2 separate regions of the Muntiacus reevesi genome follow, and region 1 is linked to region 2. A link is a contact called in public Hi-C data. All regions are on one chromosome and are shown on one strand. Each heading gives the region's core, a stretch centred on a gene start, on an enhancer-like site or on the middle of the called end of the contact. The rest is flanking DNA. Distances are from core to core; before and after follow the strand shown. Region 1 holds the start of NAA30 (N-alpha-acetyltransferase 30, NatC catalytic subunit). Region 2 holds the start of TMEM260 (transmembrane protein 260).

The links. Hi-C and Micro-C count contacts between places; a contact is called where the count stands out from the background.
Region 1: a contact with region 2 is called in a Hi-C map of blood, with 2.5 times the contacts expected there. The contact joins the promoter of NAA30 here to the promoter of TMEM260 in region 2. A contact is called at or near these places in 2 of 3 Hi-C or Micro-C datasets (blood and muscle).

The regions. Positions count from the first base shown.
Region 1 is chr7:67,135,179-67,141,274 of mMunRee1.1, forward strand. NAA30 (N-alpha-acetyltransferase 30, NatC catalytic subunit) reads left to right here and starts at 2,000. Exons shown (of 5, transcript XM_065940238.1): 1 at 2,000-2,150; 2 at 2,428-3,190. The coding sequence starts at 2,429.
Region 2 is chr7:66,401,551-66,407,147 of mMunRee1.1, forward strand. TMEM260 (transmembrane protein 260) reads left to right here and starts at 3,161. Exons shown (of 17, transcript XM_065940233.1): 1 at 3,161-3,208; 2 at 3,210-3,336. The coding sequence starts at 3,176. LOC136171550 (a long non-coding RNA gene) reads right to left here and starts at 5,540. Exons shown (of 3, transcript XR_010663892.1): 1 at 3,385-5,540; 2 at 2,397-2,590.

The DNA.
Region 1 (6,096 bases), core at 750-3,249, 730 kb after region 2:
ATGATTTGGAATTATTTATTCCCTGGTAACTCAGCCAGTAAAGAATCTGCCTGCAGTGCAGGATACCTGTATTCAATCCCGAGCTCGGGAAGATCCCCTGGAGAAGGAAATGGCAACCCACTCCAGTATTTCTGTCTGGGAAATCCCATGGCCAGAGGAGCCTGGCTGCAGTCCATGGGGTCACAAAAGTCAGACATAACTTAGTGACTAAACCATCACCACCATTCCTACTATAGACAAGGCTAAAATAAATAAGTTTCTGCGTGTTTATTTGTCCACATATGTATTTCTTTTTAAAAAAGACATATTTGTTATTTTGCTGTGTTGAGTCTTAGTTGTGGCACACCAGACCTTCATCATGGTGCCTGGGCTTCTCTCTAGTTGAGGCAGGAGGGCTTAGTTGCCCCTTAGCATGCGGGATCCTATTTCCCTGACCAAGAATGGAACCAAGATCCCCTGTGTTGGAAGGTGGATTCTTATTCACTGCATCACCAGGGAAGCCCTATAAATGTATTCCTATACAAACCAATAAAAGAGTTAATAAATACACATAATATATTTACGACAGTGCCTAGCCCAAGTAATACATTATGTTATTGCTATTATTATCACTATAGGTTGACCTAGATTGTTGTTGTTTAGTCTCTGAGTCGTTTCTCTTTTGTGACTCCTACCAGACTCCACCAGGCCCCTCTGTCCATGGGATTTCTCAGGCCAGAATACTGCAGAGGGTTGCCATTTCTTTCTCCAGTGGATCTTCCCAGTCCTGGGATTGAACCCACCTGTCCTACATTGACAGGTGGGTTCTTTACCACTGAGACACCTGGGAAGCCCTTGTCCTTCTAAATAGGTGAGAGTTTTTCTTTAACATCTTTAGTGACAAGGAACCTAACAATTTTATCCAACAGCTATGCCACACTGTATCCTATTTTTTTAGTTTAGATTATGGCAAAAATTATAATCAGAGAATTATATCTCTGAAAATATTCATCTATTGCACATGTGCCCAACTCTACTTTCAGCTTAAAAAACTTAACTTGCTCCGTGTGCTGGTGCTTCACACTACCTGCGCTCCTCTTAGAACTGAACTTAGGGCTGAATATCGCGGCTGTGGACCAGAGCCGAAAGAGCAGAGCCTAGCGCTCTGGCGCTGGGGGCAGTTCTTTTCCCTCTGCGTCCGCACTGGCAGATCACTTGGCAGAGGGGGCAGAGCGGGGCGGGGGAGGTTCAGGACACCTCTTGGCCGGTGCTTCTCACCTATCACCATTCGGTTTACAAGTTTAGGAATGTGCTTCTTAGCCATTGTCATTCTCTTTCAACATCTCTAATTCTTCCCCAGGTGTGTTTACAGCTGCCGAACACCTGCTAATCCCATTTACTTCCAATCTTCCAGGGCTGGGTGAAAGGGATAAAGGAGGAGAGAGGAAAAGGACTACCTGTCAACTTTCTCTTGCCTCGAAGAGGCAAAGACTAAATTCACGTTGCGAACGAACCAGGTTTCATCAGTCATTCCATATTTTTCCACAGTTTAAACTTTTAAACTTTGTCTCCTTTTCGGGAATTTTTCCTCTCCTGATTGCTCCATTTTTAAGGGACACGGGTAACCCTCCCCCTACCCCCGGTCAGAGCAAAGGTTAAACGTCGTACAGCTGAGGAAAAGCATTTTTAGGAGACTGGTCCAAGGCCAGGGGAGCAGGCCCAGAGCGGGCGGGCTTTGCGGCAGCTTCGTGGGAGCGCCTGTCTGGCCCATCCTTCCCGGGCTCTGCAAGGTCGGAGGGCCAAGCAGCCCGCAAGGCCGAAGATAGTGGGTTAAGGGCTGGTGACTCCCAAGCCCTCTGCAACTTCCCTGCCCTACAGCCCCACCCACCAGCACGCAGCCGCCACGGGGCCGCGGGAGACACCTTCGCCCCTCCCCTTCACAGGTCACCTCCCTCCACGCCCCTTTCCCTCGGCCCGGCAGCCGGCAGGCAGGGAAGTGTCGTAAAGCCAGGCCCAGGAAACTTTACCCGGGGTAACAGCCGAGGCGCTTTACGGCGACGGCGGCTGAGTGTGAGCCTTGGCGGCGGCGGAGGCAACCGCGGCGGCGAGGGAGGCGGCGGCGGCTGAGGAGGAAGAGGAGTGGCGGCAGTGGCGGCGGGGACCTGTGCGGGGTGAGCTGCGCGGAGGGGACGGGGAGGGGCCGCGGGTGACAGGGCTGGCGGATGAGCGCGGGCGGACGGGGACGGTGGCCGGCTGAGCAGCTGGGCGGCGCTGAAGAGACGGGGCGGGGGGTGGCGCGGAATTGGGGGGCCAGCTCTGTTAGGGACGGTTTCTGCCTTTGTTTTCCACCCCCCCCCCACTCCCGCCGCCCCCCGCCCTCCGCTTCCTCTGCTCCGCGCTCGTCCGCCGGGTCTCATGGCCTCCCCTCTCGGTCTGTGTCGCCTCTAGGATGGCGGAGGTACCGCCTGGGCCTAGCAGCCTCCTCCCACCACCAGCACCTCCGGCCTCGGCGGCGGCCGAGCCCCGCTGTCCTTTCTCCGCGGGGGCCGCCCTCGCCTGCTGCAGCGAGGACGAGGAGGACGACGAGGAGCACGAAGGCGGCGGCTGCGGCGGGAGCCCGGCGGGCGGCGAGGCGGCGGCCAAGGGGCATCCGTGCCTCCGCTGCCCTCAGCCGCCGCAGGAGCAGCTGCAGCTCAACGGATTGATCAACCCCGAACTGCGGCACCTCCGGGCGGCCGCCTCCCTCAAGAGCAAGGTTTTGAGCTCGGCCGAGGCGGCCACGATCGCGGCCACCCCCGACGGGGGCCCCAGAGCGACTGCAACAAAAGGAGCCGGGGTACACTCGGGCGAGAGCCCCCCTCACTGCCTCCCCAGTAATGCAAGAACTGCGCTCCCCAGCCCGGCAGAGGCAGCGGCGGCGAGCGATCCCGCGGCGGCCCGCAATGGACTGGCGGAGGGCACTGAGCAGGAGGAGGAGGAAGACGAGCAGGTGCGGCTGCTGGCTTCATCCCTGACCGCAGGCTGCAGTTTAAGGAGCCCCTCAGGCCGGGAGGTTGAGCCGGGGGAGGATCGGACGATACGTTACGTCCGATATGAATCCGAGCTACAAATGCCCGATATCATGAGACTGATCACCAAAGATCTGTCTGAACCCTACTCCATATATACCTATAGATATTTTATCCACAACTGGCCACAGCTGTGCTTCTTGGTAAGTGGATGGAATGAAAAACGGGTGAACCCGGCAGAGATCCAGGCCGTGCGGGGCAGGGAGTGTGAGGGCTGGAATGTCAATGTATGTATTCTGCATTTCATAGTATGATACATGATGTAAAGCGCGTGTATACACTCCTACGTATTTAATGAAACCCTATGAAAGGTAAGACTTCGTGATCCGGGTCAACTTGATACTGATGTAAATGCAGTAAGCTAGTATGATGCATGTTGGGGGTCTCGTATCCTGTTTACACTAGCTTATCATCATGTTTAACCGTCTTTAATTATCCTCCCTCATCCTCAAAGCACTTTGCAATCATTTAATTTGCGCATGGTTCTGTTCAGATACAGGCATTATTAATCTCTCAATTACAGCCATAATCAGGGAAGAGTGTATGCATAAACATGTTTTGGTGAACATGATTGTCGGTAAACTTGCTGTGGCCACATTGGAGAATTAAATCTTACAAGCATATTCCGTAATTATGGAGATTGTTTCCTTTTACTTCAACAGGACAATTAGCAGTTGTAGCCAGCCTGCTTTCTGGTGCAGAGTTGCAGAAGGCGATACTAACACTTCTGGTGGTTGAAAAAGACTCCTGAAACTTGAGCAAAATAGCCTTTTTGGGAGTGTAGGAAACTAAGTGTGAAATTGTTACTAATCTGTAATTTTTTTTAAGAAGTTGGTCACAGGTATGTCTAAATGCTAGTACTAATGCTGGCTTGTGTGAAGTATAATTGACAAATTTCTTACTTACATCTGAGTAAGAAAGAATTGACTTACCAAGCAAGCTGAATATATATATGTAATTTAACTTACATAGTACTGGTAGTACCAATAGTTTCCCAATAATATTGACCAGTTTCGGTCTGTATGAGATCTTTCACCTAAATGTCGACTACAGGTGTGTGCTTTGTACCATGTGCTCACAGCATGTCGTTTCCATTGGATTTTATTGAAGAAAGGCAACATGCTTTTAATGAGTGTTTTATGATATGTGAAGGGAAAAGCCACTACCATTATTTACTGTTTAGAATTGACTTACTTTCACTTGTTAATTCCTTGTAAAATGCTCTGACCATACTTTAGAAATCTGTCTTGTTGATTCCGTAGCTTGGTGGTAATCTGAAAATGTAACCTCTGTATTGTTGTAATGGTAGTTGTGCTGTTTTCTGCATTCACTTGGCTAAACTTCAGTTTAGTATGTTTGTTTAAGCTGGGAACTATTTTATATTCTACAAAGCTACTCGTACAGGATTCTAACTGTTGCATCAAAGTAGAAGTTCTAAGACATGTCTGTGTCAATGAATATGGGAAAATGGTTTTCATAAGATTATAAATGTCATATCAAATCCCATTATAAGTGCTAAAGATTGTAGATTGATTGTAAGTTAACTCACAGAAGCATACAGTTTAGTTACACTTTAAATTGAAATGGTGTGTGTGTGTATTTTTGTTATTCCAGGAGATAGTTGTGTATGTATGATAGTCAACTTTTGAGTTCTGGTATTACCTCATCTTGTCTGCCATTTTAGACTGATAAACTGAATATTAGTAAACTTTAGTTTGATTATACATACACTCCTCCCAGTTCACCAGCTAATTGAACTTTAACCCTTAATAACTAATTTGTTTAACATTAAATTCTGACTATGTAGAAATAGTGATATACACAGTAGTTGACCTGTAAGATTTACTAATGCAAGTGTGAAACTGGAGTATTGAACATAAAACAATGGTTAAACAGTCAGACCATTTGGAACTGGGGCCTTTATATTGCAATTAAAAATTTTTGAATTTCTCATGAGAACTAATTTAAAACATATAAATGTATGTTTATTTCAAGTCATACCATTTAAAAACTATAAAGGATCCCAGATACAATCTAGGTTCAGCCTCTTTTTTTAATGAAAAAAATGAAAGACCAGAGAGACTTGAAATGTTCAAGTCTCCAGATATTTTGTGTCCAGAGATATAAAGCTGGAACCCAGGTCTCCTGGCCTCTCATAATGGAAACAGCTAAAAACTTGAAAAATGACATACTCTTTTGACTAATTCAGCCAAGATCCTGTGTCCCAAGTTATGCTTCGCCAAGAAATAGTTGTCCTTGCGAACATCAATCTCAAGAGACTAGAAGTCTCCAGAATATTCCTGGTTTCCTTAAGTAACCTGCAGGGATCAAAGGGAGTATGTAAGGTTGTTCCTTAGAAAATCACCAATCCTTGACCATATTTGACTAACAAAAATGATGGTTTTTAATGATTTTCCTAATAATTGTAACGTGAAAGTATGGTACCGTACAAATAGGAGGCACTATCATTTTCTCAGTTCATGGTATTTTCAGTTGCTGGTGCCTTTTTGAACTTCTTACCAGCGGTATTCTATAGTACTTCTGTTATTTGTTCTAAATTTAAATTTCCAGCTTCTTCTATTTTGCTGTTTGTGGTATTCTGGAATTTGGGAATCTATTTCACACAACTTATGTTTTTCAAGTTCCGTAGATTGATAAGCATTTGACGTTTTAGAGTTAAATTTTAATCTTGCCTAGAATTTTTCAGTTCTCATCCTTGAAAAAAAATGAACACATTTTAATAGCAAGAGTTCCAATTGTAGATACAAAGCTTTTTTCTGGAAAAATTGACATGCAGTTTATTGATTTTTGTGTGTATATTCATCAACAGTTTGTCAGGAGAAAATACAGCATTAACCTTCCTCAGTACCAACATCTTACTGGTAACTGTGTATCATATATTGGACTCTTATTTTTAAATGATGTTTACAGTTTGATTTTTTTTTTCCTTCAGATTCTTGATTCGTAAGAAATCAACCTAGCCCAAGAGTGAACTCATATGATACTTTGCTAATTACTTTCTTGGTCAGAGGACAAAGAAGATTTGTTT
Region 2 (5,597 bases), core at 1,911-4,410:
AGTGACCACTGACAGATAAATGAATAAAAAATCTGTGATGTACATGAATACAATGGAATATTACTCAGCTATTAAAAAGGATGAAATAGTGCCCAAAAGGTGGAGAGGATAAGGTAGACCAGACAGGAATCTTGAAACCTAAAGAACATGGTGGTCAGATCCTTGGGTGTCTCTTTGCTTCACGTAGCTGAGATTGGGTGCTAGAAAAGTGAGACTCCAATAGGACAGACAAAAAAAGCCTCCACCCCACAAAAACCTTCTCTCTCTCTCTGGTCAAAGAACAAGGAAAAGGTAATACAGATACATTTAGAAAGTAACTCTCTATGTAACTAGAAACCAAAGAAAAAACTGTGGCCTCCCCACCTCCAGTTGCTCCAGCAAAGGCTGAGTGGGGAACAGAGACTTCTACCCTTTCCAGATGCCCCAACACACCCACCAGGGTGATGTCAAAAAAGGCCAAGAAGAGAGCCAAAACTTCCATCCATGGCACCAGTGATGTTAACATGGGGAGACCAGCCTTCTGCCCCATCCAGCAGTAACGAGCTGCCCCTCTTCTCCCTGCTGCGGTGGTGTCAGACAGGACCTAAAGGAGATCCCTGGCCTGCCCCCTCCTCACTGTAGTGTCAGAGGAAGCTGCAGGGGAGCAGTCATGAGGCACTCCTACCCCTTCTCCTATCCAGGGAGGTATCAGTGGAACACAGGGGAAGAGCTGGAGCATCCTCTCTGCCCAGATAGAATGTGGAGCCCTTGAATGTCCATAGATGTGGATGCAGACCACAATGCCAGGAAGGCCTGGCTTTCTCCATGGATTTCAGACTTGCCTAGCCAGCCCCCACAATCACGTGAGACAACTCCCTGCAATAAATTCCATAATACGTATCTCCCTCTAGTTCTTCTCTGGTTGGATCCTGATACACATATTTTTCTGTTTTACAGTAGTAGCTGTCTCTAATGCAATGTGGAATGGAGCAGAACATACATAACAGGTAAAAATACTCCTGTATTTTATTAGTCTGCTGCAGGATAAGGTCCACCTCACTATCTCTCTTTCGTAAACAATTCTTAACATTTCCTGTTTTCATCCCTACTCTTCTTCCCTCCTTGGTTCCATCCCCTCCAGCCTCCTGTACATCTTTTGTTCCTCACTATTTCTCTCCAAATGCTCCCCTGGATTACCAAAAACTCATGTGACACTTCAATCCCTGTGTCTTCCTGCACTACTTCTCTCTTTCCCTTCACTGCCAAATTTCTTGCAAATATATTCTATTTTCCCTTTTCCATTTTCTCACTTCTTATTCACTGTTCCTTTGTTTCCATATCTATTAACCTCCTGACACTGACCTGTGGAACTTTCAAGGTTCAAGTACCTCCAGGTCATCAAATCTAACTATAGTAGGACCTGATTATTGATAGTCAATTGCTAAATCATGTCTGACTCTTTTGTGACCCCATGGACTGGAGCCTGCTAGGATACTCTGTCCATGGGATTTCCCAGGCAAGAATACTGGAGTGAATTGCCATTTCTTTCTCCAGGGGATCTTCCCCACCCAGGGATCAACTCACGTCTCCTGCATTGCAGGTAGATTCTTTAACTGCTGAGCCACTGGGGAAGCCCTTTATCAGCCTAGAGTTACTATTTAAAGTCTCAATAAGATTATCTTGGGAAAGAAGGGAGAAAGAGAAAGAAAAGTCTATAACCAAGGCCTGGTGTACTCTTATTATGTGGAGGGCTTGATAGAAGCAATACCGGGCAGAGAGGCCAGGGGTAAAAGGAAAGTCAAAGAAGTGTGCTATCGCTGATAGGAGAAACAATTTCAGGGTGCAGAGGAGTTCCCTGCCATGTGGATGGCTCCATAAGATAGCTCACAAGCTGGTGAAGCCACTTCATCAGAGTGAATAAGTGGGAGGGCAGCAAGGTGATGCCCATGGTGGGGAGTGCAAAAAAGATGAAAAGTCAGTCTTTTAAAAACCTCATCTCCAAAGTGACCTCCATCACTTTTGTCTTAGCCTATTGCTAGAAGTGAGTCACTAGGTTCTGCCCACACTCAAGGGTAGAGGATTTACATAAGGGAGTGAATACGGGAAGTCAGATTATGGGGAGCATTTTAGAAGCTGCCTACCGGTTCCCCAGGGACTCGAAATCCTGCAGAGAAAGCCTTACGGAGTACCTGAGAAAGACCAAGGTAATGCTGGCGCCATGTGTGCCAGTCTACACAGGTGTGTTAAGTCACTCTACGTTTGAGACGCTGTGTTCCTGTCAGCTTGCTTATAACACGTTTTAGACCATCACTGATCTTCAGTGTCTTTTGAGATGCATTCCAGGGAGGTATCCCACCTCCCCTCCCACTCCAAAATAGTTGCTACAATACTGTATAAAGTAAGCTTAAAGACCTTACCAAGAGTCCCCATTCTTTTTGGTGTTGCAGCCAACTGGAAAATGCAGTGACTTCATCTCATTTTCCACCGCGTAGTCAAAGCTTCACAGAAACACTCCTCCTCATCAATGTTGGAGACAATTTTATCATGATATAAATTATTTCTACTACCTCAGAAACAAGTTTTTCAGCTCATCTCCCAAGTTTTCCTCATGCTATAAGGGGGGAAAAAAGACCAATTAGCTTTCTTTAATCTCTCTGAAAATAACTCGGCGATTTAACAGTTAGCACACGGCCATATAATTACTCGCTGTAAACACGTGATTTCGGTGTTTGCTGACTTCCTAAGGCGCACACTGCGGGCTGGCGGGCTGGGGCCCCTCGTGCAGTTCCACCCCACACCTCAGGGGGAAGTCGCTACCCTTCCTCCAGTCCGCTTGGCGACCCGGCTCCCGTCTCTGTCAGACCCGACCAAGTGGCCAGGAAGTGGGGGAGGCCATAGAGACGGCGGCCCAGGCTTCCTCTGTTAAGAGAAGGCTGTCCCTTGTGATGCGCTAGTGGAAAGCACACTATAATTCTGAAATCCCCGAGCAGTCTGACGGCTGCCCGGGCCTGGCTCCCGCGAGACCCCGCGTTTTCTGCCCCCGCGCCGGCGCAGAAAGGTGCGGTCCGGTCCCACCCGGCCCGACCCGGAAGCCGCCGCGGCCGCCTAGTGCCGAGCTCGCCTCTCGCCCTGTGGGCTCCGGGCGCCCCGACTCCTGGGGCCCGCCGCGTCCTCCTTCCTTGGTCCCCTCTGGCCCATGGGTCTCCATGGCGACGGCGGGGGCCCGGCTGGGGGGGCGGGCAGCCCGAGCGGGGGCGCGGCGCGCTGGGGGCCTCCGCGGCGGCGTCGCCGTGTTCGCCGCTGTGGCCGCCGTGTTCACCCTCACGCTGCCCCCCTCGGTGCCGGGGGGCGACTCGGGTAATGTACTCTCAAGGTCGTCCCTCCCGTCCCCTCCCTGATCCTCACCGTTCCCACGAGGTCTGGTCAGTTCGCTCACTCCATTCTCCCCGCCGGGGCCCCCTGCAGTGTTTTGCGTGTCAAAACCAATCTCTGTGTTTTCATTTCTGTAGTTTTCCTGTAGTTCTGGTCTCTTGTAGTTTTCAGGCTTTCGAGGCAGGGCTGGTTGGTTTCGCCTGATGGGACTTAGCTGACCGCTCCACTTCTCCAGATCATCTTCCTTGGCCTGAGTTTTTGCTTTCCATGCCTTTTTCGTCCACAGATACCAGTGTTACTTACAGAGTCTTTGTCGTGTACCAGACAAAGGGCTGACGGGAGCCGCGAACAAGTTTCATGGAGAGTGTTGTAGTGCGGGCGGAGGCAATACACAAACTACTGAATAAACACAACGTATTGGGAGGAGAAGTTATTGGAGACAGTAAGAGGAAAATGTGATTGGTAGTGAGGTAGGCAGTGGCTCTATCCGGATGGCTAGTCCGGAAAGGCCTTTAATAAGGTGATATTTTAGCTGAAATCTGAACATTGAAAAGCAACCAGCCTTGCAGACTATTTGCGGGAGAATACTTAAAATAGTGGAAACCAGTTGCGGCTTAAAGCTGCTTCTATTGAGAAGCGTGAGTCGGGGGCTGTTTAAATCACATGAATAATCGTTGCGTGTTTGGGATGAGAGGCAGATGCAGGTTTTGGTTTGTTGTCAAACTGATCATCTAATACTGCCTAATAATGATCAGTAATTTTGTCAGAATGGTACTGAAACTTTGAGTAGTGAATCTATAGACTGAAAAAAACTGAGCACCTTAGTTTGTGCATAGCAGAATACCCCCAAATTAAGTGGCTTAAAACAACAAACGGTTATTCTCTCACATGTTCTGTTGATCAGGAATCTGGGTACAGTTTAAGTGGGTGCTCTTATCCAGTACAAGTTTGTTGTCCTGGTTTGGGCTGGGGTGCAGTCAGCTCAAAGGTTCAACCTAACGAGGATTAAATTCTAAACTTCATCCAGCTCTTTGATGTGGGGGGTCACACAGAGAGAGAGATGGCATCTCTGCCTACAGCTCTGTCATTTTGTAACCCAATCTTGGCAGTAGCAGACCACTGCCCTGTTTTATTCTTGGAAATGAGTCAGTATGTCCAGCCCACACTCAACCGGCAGAAGGTTATCCAGTGAGAATACTGAAATTTTGGAGTTTTAGAGGCCGTCCTCAAGGCAGCCTACCACATTGAAGATCCCTGAATATCCTTTTACACATCATTACCTTTATTTTTTCTTTCAGATCCTATTGAATAGGAGCAGTGTTTCATTAGTATAGTGGGGAATGGAGTTACCATATTTCCAAGTTTTATACTAAATAATAGAACTAACTTTATAGTTGTGAGAGCTTTGATTTTGGAGAGTATTACTTACAGGTTGAATAGTTCTGTACCTTTGGAAAAAAGCGTTGGTACTTCTTGACTATGGTTGTTTGAGCCTGAAGGATGAGATTAGAATGAATAATAATAACCCTTGTTGAGCACCTACTATGTGCCAGGCACTGTTCAAAGTGCTTTACATAGATTGCCCTTTTAATTCTCCCAGCTGCTACCCTGTGAGGTAGGTACTCATTTATTTTATAGATGACAAAACTAAGGTTAAGCTGTGTCCAGAATCACACAAGTAGAAGACAGAGGCAGTGAAGAGAAAAAATAGCCAAGTAGATTGAATTTAGAGCATGCTTTCTTAACTAGCCTATGCTCTAAATTCTTTTAAATCTATTATCATGTATTTAGTAATGAAGTCTATTTAAAATTTAGGAAAATTTATTTAAATTCAAGTAAATATTTAAATGAATTTAAATAATTATTTGTTTAAATAATTTATTTTAAATTTATGTGTTACCAAGCTCAATTTCATTTTGCCCTCTGCACAGCAGGCCAGTAAATCGGGAAAACAGTTGTTGGAACAAGGACCACTTTAATTGTAAAGCTAGTAGACTGAAAAGATGGCAGACTAGCATTTCAAAAAAAAAAAAAAAAAAACCTTGGTACATATACAATAGAATATTACTCAGTCTTTAAAAAGTGAAGTAATGCCATTTGCAACAACATGCGTGTACCTAGAGATTATCATACTGAGTGAAGTAAGTCAGACAGAAGGAGAAATATTGCATGACACCCCTTATATGTGGACTCTAAAAAGAAATGATACAAATGAACTTACTTAGAAAACAGAAACAAACTCACAA